3 separate regions of the Mus musculus genome follow, and all the other regions are linked to region 3. The links are chromatin contacts, called in public Hi-C and HiChIP or PLAC-seq maps. All regions are on one chromosome and are shown on one strand. The core of a region is the stretch at or near the end of the contact, and the rest is flanking DNA. Distances in the headings are between cores, read along the strand shown.

Region 1 (3,634 bases), core at 207-2,706, 130 kb before region 3:
CCAGCCTCTCTAGGAAAGCCTCTCTCCCCTGACGTCCCCGCCCCTCTCTATGTCTGCTGCAACTGAGATGTTCATTTGTGACAGGTCTTCTTCTGCAAGGTGAGACTGGTTCTATTCTCTGGGGGCCTTGGAAGCCCATGGGGACTCGGTGTACAGAGGGCAAGGGTCAGTGTTGGCTGTGAGGCTGAACAGTGGGAAGGGCTGAGAGGGGCTCCAGGTCCTGCTCCAGTACAGAGGAGGAAGTGCTTTTTCGGGGTGATATGGCAGCTTCCAGGTCTTTGAGGGGACTGTCCACTCCAGGAGGGGCTTTTTCCCCAAGGCTTCAGAGAAGTAGAAAGAGGCTTCTTGGGAATACTTCTGGTATAGATCATGTCTTGTGCAACTCAGGGAGACGTGAAGACTGGGAACTGCCCCTGGGCTTCCTGTGTCCCAGGTAGACCCTCCTGGGGTCAAATGCAGCCACCATCCATGGAACATAATGTCTATCAGATCTTCCCCAGGGGCCCAGATTCTGATGTACCAATCAGTATAAGCCTCTCACAGAGCTATTTACTAGCTAGCGAACTCCAGACCTGGATGGAGGAGATGCTGGAAGATGATTTGGGGGCAGACATCCATCTGGGACAAAGGAGCAAATGCTGAGTCTAACATAAAACATGGCAGCCGCATAAGGTGACCTTCAAATGCATCACAGCTTTGATGTCTCTAAGCCATCAGGAGCTCAACAGGGCCAAGCCACCCAGACCCATTCTCAGGGTGAGCAGGAGCCAGAAGTGGTTAAGACCCATTTCAATGAGAACCCCTGAGTGCAGGGATCCCTCCCAATACCTCTGATAAATTCTATTCTCAGGGCCAGTGGCTATCTGTCCCCATTCTGTCTCCTACTTTCTCCATGGAAGGACAGGTCAGAGCTTACAACAAAAAGTCCATGGCTAACCTCGGTAGTAGACTCACATTTGGCATGACAGAAGACCAGTGGTATCTGCATGTGTGTGTGTGCATAAGTGTTGCTTCCATGTCAAACTTTTGCATCCCAGCAGTCTAGAACATTCCACAGTCACAGTTGCAGGTCAGTCTACTGATGATGTCCCTGAGTGCCACCCTCCTCTCAGGGACCCCTCAGTGGGGGTGCAGAGCAGCCACCCTACCTTGGCGCACGAAGGTCTGGCTGGTGTCCAGGAGGATCTCACAGCCCTCCGTGATCATACGCTCAATGGCCAGGTTTTTGCGGATGTTCTCGGTTTCACTGACTTCGTCATGCATGATCCTGGGGAGACAGGAAGTAAGAGATATGCTGGTCCACTTTCAGGAGGGGGATGCTCTCTCTCTAGGCAGACCTAAGAAGAGAAGCTAGGGCATGGGGCCCTGGTTAAGAAAGGGAAGGGTATTCGTATCTACTGAGTGCCAACTGTACGCTGGACACTGGCCAGGCTCCATCTGGTTTAATCCCCTGGCAGTACAAGTTGCCAGGTGTTTATTTTAGGAAAAATGAAAGGGAAATTGGCACGTTTCAGTGTTGAGCATTGTAGGATAGAGAACAGATCCAGTCCAGGAGGGAGATGTGAGCCCAGGATACCATTTCTTCTTGTAACCCACGTCTTACTATACACTATTTTCATCCACAAGCAGAGTTCCCCCCGTACTCTTTCCTCAGGCTGTCCCCTCCTGTACTCTTTCCTCAGGCTGTCCCCTCCTGTACTCTTTCCTCAGGCTGTCCCCTCCTGTACTCTTTCCTCAGGCTATCCCCTCCTGTACTCTTTCCTCAGGCTGTCCCCTCCTTGCTGGGAATCGAACTCAAGGTCTTGAGAATGATGCTCTACCACGGAGCTATGTACCAGATCTTTCTGCCATGTCTTTAAACAGCTGTGATTTTAATGTTGCATGGGCCCTGGAATATTATGAGATTTGTGAGTGCCTGCCAATTATGCTGGCTCAGAGAGAAAGACTGGCTTTTTATCTACTTGTCTTCTGGGAGGAAAACAAGCTGTTCGTTTTTTTTTTTTTTTTTTTTTTTTTTTTTTTTTTTTTTCTGTCTTCTGCAACTCTAGTACTGTCCAGGAGATGGTGCCATTTAATTACGTTGAAAAAAGTAACACGTGAGAAAAAAAAAGGGGGACTCTGGCAATTTTGTTCTGGTGGGTTCCCAGGCTTTTTAGGAAAGCAGAGAAGTACTGGGAAGCCGGGTGTGGTGGCACACGCCTTTAATCCCAGCACTCGGGAGGCAGAGGCAGGTGGATTTCTGAGTTCGAGGCCAGCCTGGTCTACAAAGTGAGTTCCAGGACAGCCAGGGCTATGCAGAGAAACCCTGTCTCGAAAAACCAAAAAAAAAAAAAAAAAAAAAGAAGTACTGGGAAATCCCTACCTACTTCAAGAAGAGCACATCTCATGGTTTTCTACCTATTTCTGAAGTACTACAGGCAGTGTCACCAAGAGGGCTGGTGACCACATGTGGTTTAATCTAAGGGTGCTTTGTGTGGGCTATAAAATGAGCAAAACCTCAAGCCTCAGCCAGAGGGCCCTCAGTTGTCCACGTGTGGAACGCTGGGGAGCAGGTGGGGCTCAGCATTTCAGTTTACTGTTTATTTGTTTGTTTGTTTGTCTTGCTTTTTTTCTGGTTTAGCACTCCCATTTTAATTTAAACTCTCTGGGACATCTAGACTGGCTCCCTTCTCTCTAGCAGCCTCAGTTTCTCCTTCTCCTCCACAGAAATGTTTTTCTGAGACACCCAGTTCCTAAAGATGGGGTTCCGTTTGAGAAATGCCAGTGGCAGAGAGAACATTTCTCACGGTGAAGGTGAAGTTGTGCTTGGGCATGTTGGACTCTGAAAGGTCCAAAGGGGGAACTCCACAGTGGTGGAGACATGACAAGGGCAGCCTACCGGGTAAGTTCGGCTTCTGAGGCAGACTGGTGCTAGGGACCTATGTGCAGACATAGCTGCTAAGCTCTTTGAGGGACCGCAGGCCCCAGAAGTGATGCTTATCACTGTGTTATCAGTGGTGCTACAGTGGTGGTTGAGGATAAAATGGCAAGACAAACAAACATCTGGTTCTTACGGAGAGCAGCTGGAGGTGTGGGAGGAGGTACAGCTCTGAGGACAGCTAGTGACTGGGTTGGAGAGGGAGGTGTGACTCCTAGTCTAGCCAGGGCTTGGCTATCTGATGGTTTCTTATCTTGCTAGGTTACTTCCCTTAGCACCCTATGGAGGCGGGTGGGGGGAGGTGAGAGGGTGAGAGAACGCTCCAGTGTGCCATTAAGGTTGGGCTTAGGAGAAGGTGCAGGTACTGGGTGGAAGGAAGAGTAGGATGCATATCTTGGCCTCTCAGGCCATCTGCACCTCAGGCATCTATCTCTCAGCAATGAGGAACCTTAAAGGACATCCTAGGCATTTCCTCTGGGGAGGGAGGGAGGAGCATGTAGGATTTGGACCTGCAGAGGGTTCTTTCTTTTTCCTGCCACAGGCTCTACAGATCTGCAGTCACACACCCCATATGCTTCCCCGGTCCTCCCTCCTGACTCAGTAACTCTGCAGGTTCTCAGAAGGATCAGGCTAGGCAGCTTGTCTCCTGCCGGGCTCAGCCTGCTCCTCTGCTTAGCTTGGAGCTGAGCCCTGCCTGATATCCTTTGCTGGCTCCAG
Region 2 (3,247 bases), core at 52-2,551, 210 kb before region 3:
CTTTCCTTCTGTCTGTCTGTCTGTCTGTCTGTCTTTCTTTCTGTCTTTCTTTCTTTTTGAGAATTGTGTTTGGTTCTGTTGTGGGACTCTGGGCTATCCAGCCTCCGGTTCCTGGTCTTCCAGGAAGTGTCAGGAGTGGGCTCCCTCTCCTGGTATGGGTCTCAAGCTGGACCAGTCATCGGTTGGCCACTCCCACAACTTGTGTTTCTTGGAACCTGCTTTGATGGTGAATTTGTTTGCCCTACTGAAGTCAGCTGGCATCTGCCTGTGCACCTGTGAGGATCTTGACTTCTTCGCATCTGCAGTGAAGATATTGAAGGCTGGTGCTGGTGGCAGGTCCCTTTCTTCAGGTTATCTGAGTACTGCCGGAAAGGGACTTTACGTCTGAAATTGACCCCAAGCTAATTGACCTTAAAACATGATCATTTTGGGAGCCTTGCAATCAATCACAGGACCCTCAAAGGCAGAATGTTATAGGGTATCCACTAGAGAAGACTGCTTGCTCTACATGGGTTTAAGCCAATAGAAAGTTTTTATTAGCTGGCCAGAGATTATTTCAGGGTGAGCTTTTAAGCACAAAACCCATATTCTTGTTGACAGAATTCAGTTAACAAGCACAGTTAGCCAGAAGCAGAACCACAGAAGCCAAAAGCAAGGTTAGTACATTTAGAGACTTTCCCAGAACTATGGGCTTTGATGGATTAAGTCTTTGTTTTCATTTAGCAGGTGGTGCTCTCTCCTCAATAAGTTTTGTGGCCTGAGTGGTATTTTCATAATTGGAGTCAGTTGTGCTAAGACCTGGGCCGTCTGAGGGTCTGAGACCCTGTTACAATAGGAGGAACAGAGGTGAGGGAGAAAATGAGGTCAGAGGAAATCAGAAGAGGAGGGAAAATTGGGCAAAGAGGAAAGACTGGGGCTATAAATCAGTTGTTAGTGTATTTGCTTAGCATGCAGGAAACCCTGGGTTTGGTCTCTAGTTTTAGCTGCCGGGTGGGTGGGAACGCCTGCCTTTAATCTCAGCACTCCAGGAGGCAGAGTGCCTGAGCTTCAGGCCAGCCTGGTCTACAGATCAAGTGCCAAGAAAGCCAGGGCTATAGGGAGAAACACTGTCTTGAAAAAAAAAAAAGCAAAACAACAAAATCCCTAGCAGCATATGACATGTAGCACAGTAGTATGTGCTTATCATTTCGGCACTCAGGCAGGGGAATCAAAAGGACAAAGGCATACTAGAGAGTTACAGTGAGAGGCCAGGCTAGGCTACAATAGACCTTATCTAAAAAGAGAAAAACAAACAACAGCTACAGACTCAGGAAGGGGTGATGCAGGAAGTGAGCCAGAGAGCTTAGAATCCCAAGAATCAGAAGGCACAAGCCAAGGAAAACAGGTGGACTCTTTGGGCTGGAAGGGCCTTGCTTGACTCCAGCTAAGGAGTCTGAGTCCTATAACAACACAGCATTGAGTTCTCTCAACAGTCGTAGTGACTCAGAAGCTAGTTTGCCTCCAGGTCCTTGAGAAAGGAGAACTCTCCCGGGCACTTTCTTTCTTCCTTTCTTCCTTTCTTCCTTCTTTTCTTCCTTCCTTTCCTTTCCTTTCCTTTCCTTCTTTTTTTTTGCTTTTTTTTTTTTTTTTTTTTTTTTTTTGGTTTTTCGAGACAGGGTTTCTCTGTATAGCCCTGGCTCTCCTGAAACTCACTTTGTAGACCAGGCTAGCCTCAAACTCAGAAATTTGCCTGCCTCTGCCTCCCAAGTGCTGGGATTAAAGGCGTGTGTGCCACCACACCCGCCCGGCTTCTTTCTTTTCTTTATTAGATAATTTCTTCATTTACATTTCAAATGCTATCCCAAAGTCCCCTATACCCTCCCCACTGCTCCCCAACCCACCCACTCCTGCTTCCTGGCCCTGGCATTCCCCTGTACTGGGGCATATGATCTTTGCAAGACCAAGGGCCTCTCCTCCCATTGATGGCCAACTAGGCTATCCTCTGCTACATATGCAATTAGAGACACAGCTCTGGGGGGTACTGGTTAGTTCATATTGTTGATCCTCCTATAGGGTTATAGACCCCTTCAGCTTCTTGGGTACTTTCTCTCCCATTAGGGACCCTGTGTTCCATCCAATAGATGACTGTGAGTATCCACATCTGTATTTGCCGGCACTGGCATAGCCTCAAAAGAGATAGCTATATCAAGGTCCTGTTGGCAAAATCTTTCTGGCATATGCAATAGTATATGGTTTTGGTGGTTGTATATGTTTCTAGGTTAATATCCGCTTATCAGTGAGTGTATTATCATGTGTGTTCTCTTGTGATTGGGTTACCTCACTCAGGATGATATCCTCTAGATCCATCCATTTGCCTAAGAATTTCATAAATTCATTGTTTTTAAATTGCTGAGTAGTACTCCATTGTGTAAATGTACCACATTTTCTGTATCCATTCCTCTCTTGAGGGGCATCTAGATTCTTTCCAGCTTCTGGCTACTATAAATAAGGCTGCTATGAACATAGTGGAGCATGTGTCCTTATTACAAGTTGGAACATCTTCTGGGTATATGCTCAGGGGAGGTATTGCTGGATCCTCCGGTAGTACTATGTCCAATTTTTTGAGGAACTGCCAGATTGATTTTCCAGAGTGGTTGTACCAGCTTGCAATCCCACCAAGGTTGTTTTGATTTGCATTTCCCTGATGATTAAGGATGTTGAACAATTTTTCAGATGCTTCTCTGTGAGGAGCCGCCCTCACATTCGTCATTACAAGATGGTGCCGACATCCTGTGTTCTAAGTAGTAAACAAATAATCTGTGCATGTGCCAGGGTAGTTTTCCACTCCATGTGCTCTGCCTTCCCCGTGACGACAGCTCAGTCGATGGGCTGCAGCCAATCAGAGAGCGACACGTCCGAGGCGGAGGACAATCCTCCATAAAAGGGACAGGGTTTTGCCATTCGCTCTTCTTCTCCTCTTGCTCCTAAAGAAGTAAACAATAAAGCTTTTGCTGCAGAAGATTCCGGTTGTCCTGAGCGTGTTCTTGCCGGTGGGGACAAAAGCTCGGGATAAGTGGTGCCGAAACCCGGGAACTACCATCACACTGGCACGAGGGAGATCCCTCGTTCGCGAGGCAAAACCAGAACTGCGAGACACATTACGGTTTTACGAGGTATGTCTGGCCTTGAACTTTCTCTAGTGTTAAAAGCCCTTTTGTTCCTTTTCACATGTCAAAAAGTGGTTAAGGTAGGGCGGAAAATTCTGGAC
Region 3 (3,394 bases), core at 170-2,669:
AACACTAATACACATAAAAATAAAAATAAAATAAAAATTTAAAAAAATGCACGGAGCAGAGGAGAGTGATGGAGTGAGGGATGACTCCTCTTGTGGGAGGTTGTAGATCAAGGCAGGCAAGACTGAGGGGGCATTTGTGGCTTGCCTGAGAGAAGCATCTTGCAGCCTCTCCAAGCACAGCAGCTACTGTTGATCCCTCACTACTGCTTTTGGATAAAGCTGTTCTCCTCTAGGTTGCTCCTTGAAGACATTCCTTGTTAGCTCCCCGAGGGGTTTTGCAGCAGTTCCTCAACCTCATAGCACTCACACTGTCTCCACACTGCCTTAGATCTCCCATGTGTTCTTTGGGGACAGCACAACCTCATGATCCCCACTGCAACCCTGGACACTGGCTTATTCCCACTGCCTTAAAAAAAAAAAAAACAATAAAACCCTGATAGACCTTTATTGCAGCATAGGCACAGAATGGTTTTGAAGAGATCCTCAACTCCCCCAACAACATCTGCTTCTCCAACAACTGGGACTGAGGCAGAACTGAAAAAAAAAAAGTATGCCTGTGTATTCAGTTTTACTTTATAGGTTAATGGTCACCACACTGACCTTTTCTGGGAGTGGGTCAGGACTTTAGTACTTGTGGCTTTGTCAGCTCCACATCTCATTGGTCACAACAACTGAGAAGGACAAGCGCTGTTGGTTCGAATGAAGGGACACAGACTCTCTTGATGAGGAAAGAGGAACCACAGATACAGTGTAAAGAAGATGGCTACAGGACACAGAATAATCATAGCTCCCTTTTCAGATCACTACCACGGTCAGACTGAAGCGAGGTGCCTAGCGACTTGACGACATCGAGCAAAGTTGTCCAGCCATTGAGTGAGGCTCCATGGGGGCACTTCCGTGTTTGGTCTGATCCAGTTCCTACTTTGACCACTCAGATGAGATCACACAATCTGTCCAAGGGCCAGGGGCTGTCTCTTTATCTTCCTGTCCTCTCTGCTGGCCCAGAACATAAGGTCTCAAGGGATTGTGAGACCGTTGCATTGCTTGAACTCTGTTTTTGGTTGGCAGAAAGCATGAGGAGGGACAGAAACAGGCTGTGTGGTTAGCCTGTTTTGCATACTCTCCCCCATATTATTATCTCCTCTCACTACCAGAGCTCGCCTTGGCACCAGAAACCTGCTTGCCACTGAATAAGGCAAGCCATTCGCTCAAGCAGAATGTGTCACTGCTGGAAGTTTCTCTCTCATCATTAACTAATTTGCTGTGCTTTGCCACGGCCCTTGTTATCTATAACCATGGTAACGATGCAGAGAGCTCTATGTGCATTTATTTTGGACTCCAAAAGCCCAAGGGGAGTGCTTCTCCCACTAGACTTCTGAGAGCTTGGGTGGGGCTGGACTTGGCTGTCCAGCCCTCTGGGGATGTTATTTTTCAAGTGTGACATGAGGGGGTTGGGAAATCAATGGCTGCTGAGAACTCCTCCAGCTGAGAGTTCCTCCCATCGCTAGCGTGCATTTAGGATCTAAGAGAGGAGAGTTCCCGAGCCTACTCAGGAGGCTGTGCTGTGAGTGGTTGTGAATCTGGGGACAACAGTGGTGCTTCGCTGCTGCCTCTGACAGTCCCTCATTCTGCTAATTTGATGTCCTCACTATATAATTATACTGTGAAATTCCCTGACTGAAGGAGACAATTTTTTTTTTAATATATCCTCCCCTGACTCCCACCACTCATTGCCCAGATTCGTGAATGGGGAAAGTGGGTGTTTGCAGCTTTTGGAGGAGAACAGCCATGTTATGCAACCTGCCCTTCTCTGTATTTCTGCAGCACCACCTCCAAGTTGGGCCCCAGAGAGGAGGAGTAAGGCTGCTCTGCGCCAACAGATGCAGATTCAGGACCGCTTTGGGTCTCAGTTACTTTATCTGGAAAATAGGGAGAAATTACTTCCCTGTGGAAACACCAAAAGAGCACGTGGTACCTTCTGACTGCCAGAGAGTGGGACAGAAAGTGGGCAGGTGACTTCACTTCCTTGAGCCTCAGTTGTACCTTTGGGAAATGGGACCAATCATAGTGCCCCTGCCAGGCAAACTGTGAGGGGATTAAATGGCATGCTGCCCATTCCCAGATGTTCCTGCTGAGTTGTTGTTACTCTATCAGTATGACTCATACGTGTCAGGGAAGGGACAGGGTCTGCTGACCTGGGTGTGTCTTCCAACAGGCAGTGGCTCGACTGTCAGGCTGCTCAGATGTGGCTAGAACTGTCAGCTTGATTCAAGAGTACCTCTGGGAGCTTCCCAGAGGCAGGTGCTAATGCCACACTGATGAGCACCCATCCCCTGATGGGCTCTCAGCTTTTCCTGCTTTGTGCTCTCCTGTTTGCCCAGGTCAGCAGCTACACTGAGTCACAGTGGCTCCCTACAATCCTGGCTACCCCTGGACCTGGCCATGAGCTGTCAGTCAGTTTAGTAGACCCCTTGGTCAATATGGTATTCTCTCATTACATTGGTATTTTAGACTGTTCTCTTTGTTTCCTTGCCTTATTTGGTATATGTTACTCTATCTGTTTGTTTAGTTTTGCTTGTTGGAGACAAAGTATCACACTTTACCCCAGGATGGCCTTGAGGGTCTTCTGCCCCAGCATCTCAGATTATAGGCATGTGCCACCATGCCTGGTTTATTCTTTCTTGCATAAAGAAGACACCCAAATAGTTATTACAATGCCTTTGACCATAGTTACCCATTGAGCATGCCAACATGGGTCTACTTAATCACAGAGAGAGGTCTAGGAGGGACCTGGAAACTAATAGTTGTTATTTCCAGCGAAAGACATTAGCGAGATGAGTGGAGAATTGCCTTTTTACAGAATGAACTAAGTGGTCAGAATTAACAAAATTAGCTTCATTTTGATTTGAGTGAGTGATGTTTTGTGCATTTTATATTTCAAAATACTTTTAAAAAGCAAATAGATCTTTAGATCTGTGTATTACTTGGAGGACCTGTGGACTACAGGAAATTAAAACAAGACCATTGGCGACAGGAGGATGAAAGATATTAAAAGTGGCACAGCAGAACACAGGTGACAAGAGGGGAAAGCAAGGGGGACTAATAAGGACGGAGATTTAGTGGGTGAGGGTTGGAAGGCTGGAGCAAAGAAGGGGGTAGGGAGGGATAATTAACACTAAGGAATTTTTTAGAAGTTACATGGACCTACAATTTTATAACACACACACACACACACACACACACACACACACACACACACACACACACACATTATGCTCCTCACAGGAGCCATAGGTTCCAAATAAAAAGCCCAGTACCAGATGTGGCTTATCCCCTCCCCCTGTTACTCAGAGGTGTCCCAGAGCCTCTGCCCCAAGCAATATAGGCTATTGCC

Evidence for each region. Hi-C and Micro-C count contacts between places; a contact is called where the count stands out from the background. HiChIP or PLAC-seq counts read pairs in DNA pulled down with a chosen protein or histone mark.
Region 1: a contact with region 3 is called in a Hi-C map of ventral hippocampal neurons, with 2.0 times the contacts expected there. The contact joins two enhancer-like sites. A contact is called at or near these places in 27 of 484 Hi-C or Micro-C datasets (the C10 cell line, the C2C12 cell line, the CH12 cell line and 17 more), 6 of 115 datasets of contacts at active chromatin or transcription factors (the 230-238 cell line, bone marrow-derived macrophages, hepatocytes and 2 more) and 3 of 9 other capture datasets (adipose tissue, bone marrow-derived macrophages and embryonic stem cells).
Region 2: an HNF4G HiChIP or PLAC-seq map of pancreatic cancer cells shows a contact between it and region 3. The contact joins two enhancer-like sites. A contact is called at or near these places in 4 of 39 promoter capture datasets (the HPC-7 cell line, cranial neural crest, frontonasal cranial neural crest and 1 more), 5 of 115 datasets of contacts at active chromatin or transcription factors (bone marrow-derived macrophages, extraembryonic endoderm stem cells, neural tube and 1 more) and 3 of 9 other capture datasets (adipose tissue, embryonic stem cells and liver).

The regions. Positions count from the first base shown.
Region 1 is chr9:89,972,398-89,976,031 of GRCm38.p6, reverse strand. It overlaps Rasgrf1 (RAS protein-specific guanine nucleotide-releasing factor 1), which reads right to left. Exons shown (of 27, transcript NM_011245.2): 9 at 1,149-1,267. Among named protein-coding and RNA genes, the nearest start is that of Rasgrf1, 64 kb to the right of the region's middle. Within about 2 kb of position 1,456, at least 18 of the 459 cell types and tissues checked have an H3K27ac peak or open chromatin away from gene starts, as enhancers often do. A contact at or near this core is called in cortical neurons and ventral hippocampal neurons, where this site is marked.
Region 2 is chr9:90,046,230-90,049,476 of GRCm38.p6, reverse strand. No RefSeq gene overlaps it. Among named protein-coding and RNA genes, the nearest start is that of Ctsh, 6.4 kb to the left of the region's middle. Within about 2 kb of position 1,301, at least 36 of the 459 cell types and tissues checked have an H3K27ac peak or open chromatin away from gene starts, as enhancers often do. A contact at or near this core is called in pancreatic cancer cells, where this site is marked.
Region 3 is chr9:89,840,381-89,843,774 of GRCm38.p6, reverse strand. The region is part of intron 3 of 4930524O08Rik (RIKEN cDNA 4930524O08 gene); the gene reads right to left. Among named protein-coding and RNA genes, the nearest start is that of 4930524O08Rik, 16 kb to the right of the region's middle. Within about 2 kb of position 1,419, at least 60 of the 459 cell types and tissues checked have an H3K27ac peak or open chromatin away from gene starts, as enhancers often do. A contact at or near this core is called in cortical neurons, pancreatic cancer cells and ventral hippocampal neurons, where this site is marked.